2 separate regions of the Mus musculus genome follow, and region 2 is linked to region 1. Evidence: chromatin contacts called from public Hi-C data. All regions are on one chromosome and are shown on one strand. Each heading gives the region's core, a stretch centred on a gene start, on an enhancer-like site or on the middle of the called end of the contact. The rest is flanking DNA. Distances are from core to core; before and after follow the strand shown.

The links. Hi-C and Micro-C count contacts between places; a contact is called where the count stands out from the background.
Region 2: a Hi-C map of rod photoreceptor shows a contact between it and region 1, with 2.8 times the contacts expected there. The contact joins the promoter of Cnga1 here to the enhancer-like site in region 1. A contact is called at or near these places in 2 of 39 promoter capture datasets (the SN4741 cell line and embryonic stem cells), 2 of 15 datasets of contacts at CTCF or cohesin (CD8 T cells and the NIH/3T3 cell line), 12 of 484 Hi-C or Micro-C datasets (CD4 T cells, CD8 T cells, CD8 central memory T cells and 7 more), 5 of 115 datasets of contacts at active chromatin or transcription factors (CD8 T cells, the SCID.adh cell line, embryonic stem cells and 2 more) and 3 of 9 other capture datasets (adipose tissue, liver and pancreatic islet).

Annotation. Positions count from the first base shown.
Region 1 is chr5:72,606,902-72,610,640 of GRCm38.p6, reverse strand. Cnga1 (cyclic nucleotide gated channel alpha 1) reads left to right here. Exons shown (of 9, transcript NM_007723.2): 8 at 1,080-1,186. Among named protein-coding and RNA genes, the nearest start is that of Zar1, 28 kb to the right of the region's middle. Within about 2 kb of position 1,905, at least 2 of the 459 cell types and tissues checked have an H3K27ac peak or open chromatin away from gene starts, as enhancers often do. A contact at or near this core is called in rod photoreceptor, where this site is marked.
Region 2 is chr5:72,640,881-72,644,619 of GRCm38.p6, reverse strand. Cnga1 (cyclic nucleotide gated channel alpha 1) reads left to right here and starts at 1,868. Exons shown (of 9, transcript NM_007723.2): 1 at 1,868-2,118.

The sequences.
Region 1 (3,739 bases), core at 656-3,155:
AGACACACAGTCCTGGGATGGGATGGAGATGAAAGTAGAAGAAGTTTTCAAACTTCTGGTTGTTCAGTCAGTGGGAGAAACTATAATTTTTGGCCTAGAAAAAAAATATTGCCCATAGCGAAAAATAATGAAGGATGTAATATCTTGAACATCTTAGTTGTTGAAGGGTAGGAACATTTTCCCTGAAACTTTTTGGGTATAGATAGGGAATGCAAACTTTGTGATCATTGGGCTTCACAGTCCTGATGAGATTTGACTTTAGTTGTAAGCTAATTTTTATGTGTGTGTATGTGTGTGCATATGTGTGTTTTGTTGTGTGTTTGTGTCCATATGTGTGTTTTGTGAGTGTTTGTGTACACATGTATGTATATATATGTGGAGACCAGAGGTCAGCCTTGTGTGTCCTCAGGATACTATCTACTTTGCATTTGAGATAGAATCTTTCATTGACATGGAACTAGCCCAGTATATCTAGGCTGGCTGGATAGCAAAATGGGGTGTGATGGGGTGGGGAGGGCTGCTCCTCTCTGCTTCTCCAGAGCTAGGATGCTAAGCATATGACACTATGGCTGTTCTGTTGTTGATGCTGTTGTTAACGTGGTTCTGAGGAGTGAATTCAGAGCATCATGCTTACACAGCAAACACTTTATCAATGAGAGGATCCTCCCAGCTGAGACACTTTATTCTTTGTTGTGGTTGTTGTTGTTTTCCAGACAGGGTTTCTCTGTGTAGCCCTGGCTGTCCTGAACCTCTCCATTTAGACCAGGCTGGTCTTAAACACACAGATCTTCCTGCCTTGCCTCCCTAGTGTTTGGGATTAAAGGAATGTTCCACCATGCCTGGTTATCTGATATCTTTATAAACCCAACTAGTATTGGTGGAAACGATATTAGAATTCAGAAGTGTGAGAAAATGAACCATAACCACCCAAAAAGGGATTTAGGGAAACTGTGATTGACTAAATGTGTTCTTACAGACCTCGCTAACTTTAGCATGTTGTATGAAAAAAATTATACAAAGGGACCTTTGATTCCAAGTAGTCTCCATGTCTTTTATTTATACATTTCTTTCTTTTATAGAGCATGTTTTGATGAACTCCAGTCTGATTACCTAGAATACTGGCTCATTTTTGATTACGTATCAGATGTAGTCTATCTTGCCGATATGTTTGTACGAACAAGGACAGGTAAGTATGATCTGTTTTGAGTCTTTTGAAATTTCTTGCTTTTATCTCTACCACATAATGACGTTTCCAAACCCTACTGTTCTTCAGGATAAACTCACAACCTCGGTCGGGTGGGTCGGGTGGCAAACATGAGTAACATGGTCTTACTCATTGGCTTAAGTCATTCCTGCTGATCCAGGAAGATGTTACTAGGACACCTTATTTTTTTTCTTTACCTTTTATTTTTATTTTATGTATATGAGTGTTTTGCTTGCATGTATGTCTGTGAACTGTGTGCACCAAATGCCTGAGAAGGCCAAAAGAGGGTGTCAGATCCCCTAGACCTGGAGTTACAAACTGTTATGAACTGCACTGTGGGTACTGAGAACTGAACTCATGTCCTCTGGAAGAGCATCCAGGGCTCTTATGCTCTGAGCCATCACCCCGGCCTCCTAAGTAAGCTTGTTAATGTAGATTGGTGGTTTCCCTTCTTTACCCTATTCATTGGGTTTACGCCAGGCAGAAGAATAGAAAGAACAGAAATATTTAGTCAATATTGGTGGGTAAGGGGCAATTGCTGCCATACATGGAGATACTTAAAAGGGCACAAAGAAGCATGTCATTGATTTACAGAAGAGGCTTAATAAAGGTTTTATAGGAAACATAAACAAACGGTGTAGTTCATGGTAGTGTATCAGTCAGTAGGGAGTACCAACCGATAGCTCTCTAGTGGAAGTGTGTTTAGTAAGCAGGTGTAAGCTCACTGTTTCTACACAGCTCCCCACTGTAAAGGTAACAATTACACACAACACAGAAGCCTCTAATAATCACAAAAGGATGCTCTCTAAGTGTCGGAGCAGTGCTAAGTTGCCAGAGCTTCCTTACAGCTTTTGTTGCTGCTATGGGAGAAGAAATGAACTCTCCTTGTACTGCTGCAGCCCTAGGTTCATCGCACAAGCCCCACAGCACAGAAAAGAAGATCTGAGGGGGATTAGAGACAGCCTGGAGGATGAGATTAAGACGTGCAAATGTAGTCTGAAGAGCTATTTACATCTCACGCTGAAGGTGAAAAACATAACCATGCCAAGCGTTGAGATGGCAGGGCAGGCACCTAAGAGTAGGGCTTGGATTCTGCCAAGGAGTAGTATGAGTTATTAAGCATCTTTAAAAAAAGGATTTATTTATTTTATTTATATGAGTACACTGTAGCTGTCTTCAGACACACCAGAAGAGGACCATATGGTTGCTGGGAATTGAACTCAGGACCTCTGGAAGAGAGGTCAATGCTCTTAACCACTGAGTCATCTCTCCAGCCCAGATTTATTTATTTATTTATTTATTTATTTATTTATTTATTTATTTATTTATTTATTTAATCTATGAGTATGCTGTAGCTATCCTCAGACACACCAGAAAAGGGCATTGGATAGCATTACAGATGATTGTGAGCCATCATGTGGTTGCTGGGAATTGAACTCCAGACCTCTGGAAGAGCAATCAGTGCTCCTAATTATTAAGTATCTATAACACCAGCTGCAATTTAGTCAGTTCTGAAGCTACCTGGAGTTAGTGAGACTCCACAGGTTAAGGGCTGGGCTCATAAGGTTCGCCCTGACTTCAGACATCAGACACATGACCCAACTTGCATTTCTGCTCAAATAGCTCTACATTATGGTTCCTACAACCCCTCCCCAGGATCAGGTATTTGTTAGCATAGCACACTAACCCCCCTCGCCCCCAAATCCACACAATGGTTTATTCTCTTAATAAAGGACATGATAAGTGGTATGGCTGGACAAGGAAATGCAGTAGCAGAGAGGACCAGTGTGGAAGGCTTTGAGAGTGGGGGCTTCTGTCTTCATGGCGCTGGGTTACAACACCCTTCTAACTCTCTGCGTTTGCTCTCTTACTTGCCTGCTCTCGGCTTGCCAAAGTTGATGATTTTTATGGAAGGCTTTATCATATGGCGGTGACAGACGGTTAAGTTTCTTGCCAGCCCCTCTTCCTCTCCTGGAAGAAGTGGGGATGGAGTTGAAAAATCCCAAGCTTCTGAACATAGTGTGTTTTGTGACCAGCCACCCCTAGGAGCCTAACAAGAGTTGCCTGCCTCCATAGAACAAAGATACCCTTATCATCCAAGGAATTCAAAGCACTCTGGAGCTCTGCAGCAAGGGCTGAAGCCAAGACCGAATATTAGAACAAAGATACAGCTAGCACTTTGCTTTCTTGGGAAATCATAAAAATTGTTAACAATGGTATGCCAGAAATTGAGAACTGGAACCAAGTGTGTAACTTATCATATAATAATACTGCAGAATGTAAATGCAACTCATCAAAGAAAGGATTTTACCTGGGTGTGTAGTGTGTAAAATCATATAACAATCACTTTATATATCCATCTATTTACCTCTCTGTATATTACTTTTATGTCAGGAGCCATCTAGGATAGGCTCGGGCTACCTGGTGGCCTTCTTGGAGCTGGCCCATCATTTTTGCATGGTCTGGGATGGGTGAGCTCAATGGCAAGGTCCCAAAGAGACTTCATCTCAGGATCGTTTCCTGCAGCTGATATGC
Region 2 (3,739 bases), core at 619-3,118, 34 kb before region 1:
TCACTGTCACCTCTTCCTGAATTACTGCCCCAGTCTCCTAACTGCCCCCTACCTCACCTTTCTTTTCAGACCCCACAACCACCCCTAACTCCCTCTTCCCTTTGCTAATATGCTGGCTTCTCTGCTTCCCTTTGACAATCCAAAGAGATCCTGTCTCTCCCCCAGGAAGCAGACACAGCTAGCTCAGACAGTGCACACAGATGTCCCCTAAAAGAAGCCTTCCCTGAGCACCCCCTCATGCTATCTCTCCCCCTTTATTACCTCACACCTGACTTATGTGTGCCCTGTTATGTGTGTTCTGTCTTGACATCATCAGAAGCCTTACTTCCTGAGGGTAGAGATTTAGTTTTGTTAGCTATTAACTTTCTAGTGCTTAGAAGAGAGCCCGGTGCTTCATAAGTCCTTGAATGAATAATTAGGCACTGTAGTGAGCCATACCCCACCTGCATAGCAATAGACAAATCATGGACACAGTCCTAAACTCAGAGGGTTTATGGTACTTACAGGGAGGATAATTATTTAGCTGTTAAGCAATTAATTACAGTCTTTAATGGTGATCATAAAGACCAAGATGTCATTAATTGGCTGTGCGGGCTGAAGGTCTTGGTGGTCTGGGACACAGATTATTAAATGCTTAAGAACATGGAGTGACGAGCCAGAATGTCTCAAATCACATCTTTTTTAAAAAATGAAAATCTGTAAACAATCAATTCCATGCAAATGGGCATTCTATAGTTACAGGCACTTTAAATAGGATTATAAAGACTTAGAGGACGCTGACAAAGCAGGACAGAGGGCCCGGTTGAAAGTAGATACTAAGTAGATAATCTGTGTGGCTCTGTTCTTTCTGTCAGTCAAGGTTACTGCGGGTCCCAGGGAAAGAAACTCGATGATAGGGAGACTGGGTCAAGCTAATCATGCCATGGAGGGAAAAAGAAAACTACCCCTAGGATTACTGTCGGTTTCATATATAGAGACAAAATTTCCACATAACTACAATTTCAGCAAAAATCGCACCTCTCCCCAAAGCCTTCTAGTTCTCTTTCCTTCCATCTCAAGAATTTGTGCCCCTTGCCTATGGTCCCTCAGGACTGTATCCCAATATGTCTTAATGGTGTCTGTCTCTCCTCAGCACAGTCTCTGAAGACAGGACTCCTGTGTACTCTTAGACCTCGGAACAGCTTCCCTGCTTGTTTGTCACAGGCGTTCAGGAGTGGCTGCTCCCAGCAGTTATTTAGTTCATTATGGCCACTTTGAAGAAAGTCCCTATGGCAGGCAAATCCGGCTGCATGAACACATCTGTTGGACAGATTTTAGTTGCATCTTCTATGTGTGAGGTAGGATTAGAAAAGACTGCCCCCAAACTAATCCTAGAAATGGGTATTTTGAGCTAGAAAAAGAAGAAGAAGAAGAAGAAGAAGAAGAAGAAGAAGAAGAAGAAGAAGAAGAAGAAGAAGAAGAAGAAGAAGAAGAAGAATAAGAATCTTCAGCTTTGAAATCAAGCAAGTGTGTAAGAACACAGGCAACTACTACAAAGTAGTTCTTCTCTCTCGGCGCTATGCGGCTGTTAAAAGTTATAGGAACACCCTGCCCAGCGTTTGGAGACTTCCACAGATAGCCACATTGCAGTGTCTCATTTTAATCCTAATGATAAACTTATAGTATTATAACCCTGAGGAAAATTGGCAAAACAATTTTAAGAAAACCCACTAGGCAGTATTCCTTTTGGCTTACTTTCAGACAGGTTAGGCGACCGGCTTTGAGAAAGGCCTTTATGTTTATCACTTGCATACATATTAATGAGCTCAGGTTCAAGCTAAGGATAATGATGACCTGGCGGCTGTTATTCTCATCTACACACAAATCCCCAAATCCAGTACTGAGCCACGAACATCCTCCCCTGCCAATGCCATGGACCTGTCTTTTCTGAGGAATAATTAATAAAAACGAGCCATTTGTGCTGCTTAAGGAGAGGAGAAACCACATCATAGTTATTACTAAGGAAAACTTGCATCTGGATTTTGACAATGCCAACATTAACCATATATCTGCGTCTGTTTTGGATGTACCACTGATTGGCCCTGCAAGAAGACAGAAGTCTCATTTAAACAAGCGCAGGTAAGAATCCAGTGGTAATTTCAGTTGTATTTTTTTTTTAATTTATGCTGACATGTGTTTTTGTCCTAGGTTTTGTGTTGGTTCTCATGATACAGACATTTTAGAAGTAGCTGATAATTGAATCTCTATAGAGTCTCTGCCAGAGATTCAGATTTGCCAAGAAAGATGCAAATTTAGTTAAAAATAGCAATAAATAAAGGACTTTGCTAATCTGAATATTATAGCCCTAGTAAATAACACTGAGTTTTTGTGAATCTAAAATTTGTTTTTAAAAGTCAAATGTAGTAACCACAACAGGTATGTGTTTTCCCTAAAGAAAGTACTAAATATTAATTTCTCTTTCTCTTTACCATATTTGAAAGTTGGGTATCAAATTCACATGAATGGTAACAATGAATTAACTGTGAAAATATAAATTCCTATTTGTTGGAAACTTAGACATGTTTGGTAGCTTTATAACTACTTTTATGACAACCTGATCCCCTATCAAGAGATGAAGATGTGGTCTTTGGAAGAGGAAGTGACTTACCAGGGCAGCCCTTTCTCTTCAGGGAGAGCCAAAATTTCACCTTCTTCTTTTTTTTTTTTTCTTCTCACCTTTTCAGTGTGGGAATGTGTGTGTGTGTGTGTGTGTGTGTGTGTGTGTGTGTTATACCTGTGTGTGTGCCTGTGTATATGGGTGTGATTTTATGTGTATATATGTGTATGTGTGTGTGGTATGTATGTAGTATGTGTGTATGTGGTATGTGCCTGTATGTATGGGGGTGTGTGTGCCTGTGTGTGTTTATCTGTGTGTATGTGTGTGTTGTGTGTGTATGGTTTGGTGTGTGTATGTGTGTGTTATATCGGATGTGGGGTGTATATGTGTATGTGTGTATGTATGGGTGTGAGCATGTATGTGGTGATTATGTGTGTGTTGTGCACATGTATATATATTTGTATGTGGTGTTTATGTTTATGTTGTGTGTGTTATATGGGGTATGTTATGTGTGTGTATGTAAGCGTGCATGTGAAGGACTGAGGTTGAAGTCCCGAATCATCCTTTCTTCCCCCTTGTTCATTGAGGCAGAGTCTCTCCTCTGAGATTGCCAGTATGGCTCACCTTGCTAGTTAGGTTAAAGCTCCCCTGCCGAGCCTCTTCTGGCATTACGGGCAGACCATGGTGCCCTGGTGGCGTTTCCATGGGTTTCTGGTTCCCCGAACTCAGGTCCTTACATTTGCACAGCTGTCTCTTCAACTGCTGAGCCATCTCCCTGCCTTACCACGACGTCGTTAACTCCCCACAGTAAACATGTGAATGTCTTCTTTTTCCCCATTAATTATTTATTCACTTTATATACTGATTACAGCCTCACCTCTCTCTTCCCATCCACCCCCTCACACAGCCCTTCTCCCTCCTTCCCATTCTCCTTTGAGAAGGAGGAGCCCCCTCCTGGGTACCAACCCACTCCAGCACAGCAAGTCACTGCAGAACTAGGTGCATCTTCTCTTATTGAGCCTTGACAAGGCTCCGTTAGGGAAATGGGATCCACAGGCAGGCAACAGAGTCAGGGACAGCCCCTGCTCCAGTTGCTGGGGGACCTGCATGAAGATCCGTCTGCACAGCTGCTATATAAGAAGC